2 separate regions of the Oryctolagus cuniculus genome follow, and region 2 is linked to region 1. The links are chromatin contacts, called in public Micro-C maps. All regions are on one chromosome and are shown on one strand. The core of a region is the stretch at or near the end of the contact, and the rest is flanking DNA. Distances in the headings are between cores, read along the strand shown.

The links. Hi-C and Micro-C count contacts between places; a contact is called where the count stands out from the background.
Region 2: a contact with region 1 is called in a Micro-C map of ear pinna, with 5 times the contacts expected there. The contact joins the promoter of SPRED1 here to the enhancer-like site in region 1. A contact is called at or near these places in 4 of 6 Hi-C or Micro-C datasets (ear pinna, psoas muscle, skin fibroblasts and 1 more).

What each region holds. Positions count from the first base shown.
Region 1 is chr12:61,197,439-61,200,811 of mOryCun1.1, reverse strand. No RefSeq gene overlaps it. Among named protein-coding and RNA genes, the nearest start is that of SPRED1, 120 kb to the left of the region's middle. Within about 2 kb of position 1,856, at least 6 of the 8 cell types and tissues checked have an H3K27ac peak or open chromatin away from gene starts, as enhancers often do. A contact at or near this core is called in ear pinna, where this site is marked.
Region 2 is chr12:61,319,405-61,322,782 of mOryCun1.1, reverse strand. SPRED1 (sprouty related EVH1 domain containing 1) reads right to left here and starts at 1,964. Exons shown (of 7, transcript XM_008269229.4): 1 at 1,831-1,964. The coding sequence starts at 1,862.

The sequences.
Region 1 (3,373 bases), core at 607-3,106:
CCAATCTTTTATGGCCAAACTTAACCCTATGAAGCCTTCATGACCATCGTGATCTTGTCTGTTTGCAGCTCACCACGTGATCATAGAGCCTTTTACATCTTCTTTAAAATATTTTTTAAAGATTATTTCATTTATTTGAAAGGCAAAGTTATAAAGAGAGCGGGAGGGTGGGAGGCTGCAGAGAGAGATCTGCCTTCTGCTACTTTACTTTCCAATGCCTGCAACAGCTGAGATTGGGCCAAGTCAAAGCCAGGAGCTGGGGGATTCAATCTGGGTCTCCTACATGGGTGGCAGGGACAGAGGAACTTGCACCATCATCTTCTGGAAGTTGGATCAGAAGTGGAGCGGGGACTTGCACTCAGGCACTCCACATGGAAAGGGGGTGACCCAAGCATCATCCTAACTGCTGTGCCAAGCCCAACCCCTATCCCCCACTTTGCATCTTCTGTTACACCATTTATCACAATGTTGTGTATAGACTGCATTCTCCCCAGGAGCTATGCTGAAACTCTGGAGGGAAGGCGTTGCATTTTGGCTCTCTTTGAGAGAATCCTAGGGATCTTTGTGCCAATGGGGAAGACCCTAGCCTGGGTTGTCAGATTGGTCAACAGGCTGACCAGTTTAATTCGACTCTCGGATAAACAATGAGTAATTGTTTGATATGTATGCTTCCCAAACATTGCAAGAAACATACTTATACCAATACCTTTAAAATGGGAAATTCACATTGAACTTACTACCTTATTATTTTTTTCTTTGCTAAGTCTGAGAACTTTAAAACCATGGACCTAAAAGCCAGTTCCTATACCCACTGGCAGTTAAATACAGTGACATGTGCAATGTCTAGTGCAAACCATGGCTGAAATTCCTGTCCCACCCTCATGGAGTTTCCCTTTAGTAGAGAACTCACAGAAACTATTTCTGGAAACAATATTTAACCCTCAAAAGCTACGTGTCTTTGATAAACAGGACATGACAAACTCCGTGTCTAAGGGCACAATTAAGCACTCAACTTCTGGAAGACAATAAATCTGACAGTGTATTCAGTTGTCCAATGATAAGAATATATTGAAGAGAGTACAGAAAGCTCGGTGGAAAACAACCACAATATTGAGTTCTGCATAACCTTGGTCAAATTGCTTAACTTTTCTGTACTTCCTTTTGAAAGTGCACATGGGGGAGGGTGTGCGGCCCAGCTCCGAGGGCAACCAAACTCTCTTGTCTAATGAAATGACTGTCAGGCTAACCTTGTAGCTTCACAATAGGCATTCAGATGAGGGCAGAGGCAAAAGTCGGGTCAGGGGCATTCATTACCACGTTTTCGGGTCTTATTGCAGGATGCAAAAACCTGGAATTGGAGCCAGGCAATTGCAAAAACGATTCCAGATCTGCATGGTAACAATTTAGCCCAACTTCCACTCCGCCTGAATTTTAGCAGCAGAGGAAGTTCTTTCCCTGGCGAGCTGCCTGCACCCCGCCTCCCTCAGCCCTGAGTTCCCCGGGCTCTCACTCCCCACATCTGTTTTCAAGCCATAGAGCATGGGGTCACAGCGTGGCGCAATACGCAGCATTAGCAGGCAGCATGAATCAGTGGTGAGCCTTTGATTTTAATTCCTTGCCTCTCCTCGAGAGGAAGTGTGGTCTAGTGGTTAACCCACTAAAAAACGCAGCTAAAAGGCAGCACTGCTGGTCCCCTCCATGCTCTGTTCTATTCTTGCTGGGACATCCTGTCCATCATACATTTTTTTCCCCCAACTTTGCTCTACCACGTTACTCCCTGAACTGGCTTGATCTTAAGATTCACTTGGGAATTGGTTAACTAATTCCCCATCCCAGAACCTCCCAAGGAACGGTCCAAGACAGGCGTCATCATCAGACTCACCAGCCTCAGTTTAACCATATGCTCCAAAGAGAAGAGGGCATTAGGGGAAACAGCAAGAGGACTGAGGTGGGAAGAGCTGGTCTCAGAGTTTCATATTTACCAGCTCACATGTAAAAGGCAAAGGCATAGCAGGAGACAGGCCCAGGTTCTGGTTCTGGCTGTGCAGCTAGGGCTGTGTGAGCTTGGGCAGGTCAGCGGACCCCTCCCAATTGCATTTTCATCATTTTAAAAAATAAAAGTGATTAGATCATCTCTTTGAGTTCTGTGAGTCAATGAATTATTTCTGCAATTTCACAGAAGTGCCAAGATGGACTCAGAACATCTCTTTTCCTGAAAATGACAGCGGGAGCAGTCACAGAGGTGTGGGCTGGCGTGTTTGGGGTTGTGGGAAGACAATGGAGAGGAGTGTGGTGGTGGTGGTTGGGGGCTGGGATGGGGGCTCGTTTGGGGCCCTGCAAGGAGATTTCCCCGCCCGCCTCTCTGGAGACCCTGCAGCTGGCCTACTTATGCAGAGGCCTTGGCTCCTCTTTCCTTTTTAAAAGCTTTTCTGACTCGAGCATTCCCCGGAGGAGCAGAGTCATCAGCTTGCAGAGAACTTGCACAGGCTTTCCTGAAATGAAGGCGGGGGGGGGGGGGGGGGGGCTGAGTGGATTAACGAGTGGGCTAGGGTTGGTTGCCAACAAAATGAGTCTTTCTGTGTGTGATAAACATACACCCATCAGCACACTGCTGGCTCCAGATAGGCCCAGCAAAACCCTTTGTCCCACTTCCACAATGTCTAGAATGTTCTTGGTAGTGGACTGGACATCCGCCTACTCATCTGTCTCTGGAGCACTTGGGCAAGTTTCCATCCCAGAACAAGGTGGGGGGGTTGTTAGGAGAAGGAGGAGTGAGTCATGATTGTAGGAAAAGGATGTCTTCCGAAGCCAACGCAGAACTAGCTTCCTAGAAACATCATGACAGGTCCCATAAAGCCCACGTTTGGTTCTAATTATAACATGCCCACATTCGAACATTTTTACAGTTTTCCCATGGTAACAACAGAGTTTCTGAGGAAGAGGACTTTGACTCAAATGTGCTCTATATGTCTCATAGTGGGAGCTGGTTGAAATTTTTTTAAAGCAGTTATTTTTTGCTCTTTTAACAAAAGAGATATCACTGGGTTGTCTATGCCAATTAACACATGTGTACATGAGGTTTAAGCACATTATTTAAAAAGGCCAAAATAAGCGATAGCTAATTAACAAGATATTTCTTAAAGGCCAAGGTAAGCAGTGTGAACAAAAATAAAAAAATAGAAATCCTAAATAAGTGAAATTTGTCTTTCCTCAACTTAAGACAAAGGGTGGATTTAACCAACAAACAAGACTTTATTTAAAAAGCAACGCTGAAGGTATGGTATGGACCACTGAGTTTTAGCTCTGTTGACTGAACAACAAACATGCTATTCCTGGGGACAATCATACAGCACAGTGCACACCTTTAAAAGAT
Region 2 (3,378 bases), core at 715-3,214, 120 kb before region 1:
CATTTGCTGTCCAATTATCTGAAGCCACAAGAAATATTCAACACTTGGAACTAAACTGATAAATCCCTTCTCATCTGTAAAATAAAACTTAACATTTTTGAATTGAGCTACTTGCATGCAAGATTAATAAAAGTTACTGTCATTGCGTTCAGTATTTTCAGCAGCTTTTCTCTTAACCAAGTATTATCTTAGATAGACTTCTTGATCTCCCTCAAAGTAAGTCTAATCTGCGGAAGGCAGTGAGACAGTGTACTGCACTGTGAATGGACAGCCAGGTATTTTATGAATGGAGGCGATCACGTGATCCCAGCACCTCCCCGAACTGATATTTCCCACATAACCGTGTCAACATTCTGAGAACAGGGGTAGTTGTTTATGTGTGCGTATGTTTTTTAAATTTAATCTGAAACTTCAAATTCTCCTTATTTCCTGAACTCAAACAGCTACACGAAGACAGACAAACAAGCTTCGAATTTTTCCTTGGGAAATTCTTTCAAGATGTCCAAGGTGATAGATGTTTAATTATTTTTTTTATGAATGAAGACTGTGCTATGCAAATGAGGGCGATTCACAAAAAGCGAGAGAACATGGCGGCCACTTCTGCTTCTAGGCTGCACTGACACTGCAGCAATCTACCTCCTTCTACACCCGCACATCAGAAGCTTGTGCTCTTAAAGCGGGTTGGGGGTTGGGGGTTGGGGGTAGACGCTACTTGGCATGTACGACAGACCTCGGCATTGGACTTTTAAAGCTTTTTCTCAAAAAGGTCTGACTTGAGGAATGCACTTTATTTAGAGGAATGCATCCTAAAGGCTAGTCCGAACTCACTTAACTCTTTCCAACCCGCCAAAGACAAACAAAACTTAAACTGAATGACAAGGAAACGGATGCTAACATCCTGCACGGAATTAAAACCCTTCTCCATAGAAAACCGTGCCCAACACCATTATTCCTCCAGGCAGCTGTTACGTTAAAGTCAAATGTTTAAAAAGGCAAATAGTTTGGAAAACATGGGGACATCCCAAAATAAGCAAAACTTAAGCCAGAATGCTCTAGAAGTTGATGAAGTCACCAACATGTTAAGCAACGTAAAATTCTGTTCAATTAACGGAAACCGGAGTATTTTAACACAACCCAAGGACAAAAATTAGAACTCCAAATTCTTCAATGTTCTTGATGAAGACACGTCCAATATTCCCAAAAGTAAACATAACAGCTCGACATCCCCCACACCCCAGGAGTCCTTAATCCTATTAAAGTCCAAAAATGTTTCCCTAACCCCATTTTTTTACAGGAATCTCACAGGTCACAAGTTTAAAAGGGGGAGTGGGGGTGGGGTGAAGGCTTAATAGGTATTTAAGAGTCATTGACTCATCGAATTAAGATTCAAGAGCAGTTTGCTACAGGAGGTGCTCCCACACATCAGTTTCCCAGTGAAATAGCCAGACAGGAAGCACGATGGATATATTCAAGATATGTTGGCTGACGATAAAACGAAAGAGGACAGGCCAAGGGTCTCCCAGGCGGAGGGGTCACTGCTACTGTCCCGATCCGTCCGCTTACTCCATCTCAGGGATGTACAACTGCCATCCCAACCCAACACTGAATCTGAATCCCCTTCCCCGACAGAAAGCAAGTTAACGCAGGGAGAGCGGAGGGCTGCTGCCATGAAATAAAATGGCTCAAGAAATCAGTTACATCCAGAAGCAGACGCACCGAACTCTCCAGGGGCGCAGGCTTTCGGGCGCCCGAGTCTCGAGGGGTCTGGGGCAGTGCAGACGAATGACTGGGGAGTGGGGGATTAGCAATCAAGATCAATGAGGCGCTTACTCGTTGTCAGAAGTCGCCGTCTCCTCGCTCATCTTTCCCTCAACGCGATCCGATCTGGAGATGGAGGAGCAACAGCAGGCAGGGGGGCAGCAGCAGCAGCACCGAGGGGCAGGAGGCAGCGGCGGCCGGGGGGGCGCGGGCGCAGCGGCTCAGGGGCCTCACCATGGTGGATGCCTCACCCGGAACGGTGCCCCCCCAGCCGGGAACCCCGGCCACCCCCGCAGGGGGGTGGCGGCAGCAACCTTCTCCGTGGCGACCCCAGCCTCTTCCCCTGCCTCAGCGCCCAGCCGAAGGATCCGAGGCGGCCAGGGGAGGGGAGGTAGGGGTGGGGGAAAAAAAAAAAAAAAAGAAGGTAAGGGGACTGCAAAGGCTGACTGGAGAGCTGCTCCTCCGGCCGCCGGGGTGGAGCGCCGCGGGGTCCGGCCAGGAAGGAGCGGGCGGGCGGGCGGAGAAGCCGGGAGCAGAGGCGGCGCTTCCCTCAGGGATGCGGCGAGGAGGAAGAAGAGCTGCGCCCGGTGGGGGCCGGCGGGGGAGTACCGAGCCCAGGCTGCGGGCGGCGGCGCGGTCCCGCCGGAGCCCACCCCACCATCTCCCGCCTCGCCGCTCTGGGCTGCCGCTCAGACCCCGGCGGCGCCTGGGTCGCTGCTGATCAGGCACGCACAGAAACGGGCGAGGGGCCCCACGGCGGCGGATTCCTCCAGACACGCTCCAGCCGGGACTCCTCCTGAGGGGGAGGAGGGGTGGCGGGGAGCGGGAGGCGAGGGGCAGGCGGGCCGGTGGCTCCCACCCGGGCCAGAGAGGAGCGAGCCGGCGGGCGGGCGCCGGGGAGGAAGGGGGACAAGGCGCCAAGGAGCAGCGGGAGGGGAGCGGAGCAGCCGCAGGTCCCCCGCCAGCCCGTGCCCACCGGCGGCTCCGCGGGCCAGCACCTCACGCCCGCTAGAGGGGAGCCGCGAGGGGGGCGGCGGAAGCGCTCACGCCGCCCGCTCCTTCCGCCGCCGCCGCCGCCGCCGCCGCTGCCCGAACCGGGGGCGCCCGCGGGAGAAGGAGGCGAAGTAGTCCCTCGCGACTTCTCCCGGTCGCTGGCTTCCCGCGGGGCTAGAGCAGGCGCAGGGCGGGGCTGCCGAGCTGGGCAGCCTGGGCTCTGAGGAGGTGTGGAGGGGAGGACTGAGAAGCTGCGGCCTGCGGGCGAATCACTGCAACTCGAAGTCGTGTGCAGCATAGCAAGTTTCAGGAAAGTAGTCCCCTCCTCCCTTCATTTCCCAAATCGTTGTCGAGCCGCTCGGGCGGGGAGAGGAGGAGGAGGAGGAGGAGGAGGAGGAGGGAGGCGGAGGGATACGCCATGCGCCGCGCTCAGTGTGCGTGCGCGCGCTCCAAACTCTTGGCACGCCGCGGAGGGGGCGGGGGTGGGAGCCGCGAGGGGAGCTGCGAGCGAGGGCGCATTGTTGCAGCGCGCTGCTTGCTCCCCGTTACTCGGCTTGCACTCTCCGGGTGGCTGGATCGAGCGGACTGGAAAGATAGTGTGTTCCGGGAGGAAATTCTAGAGGGCCC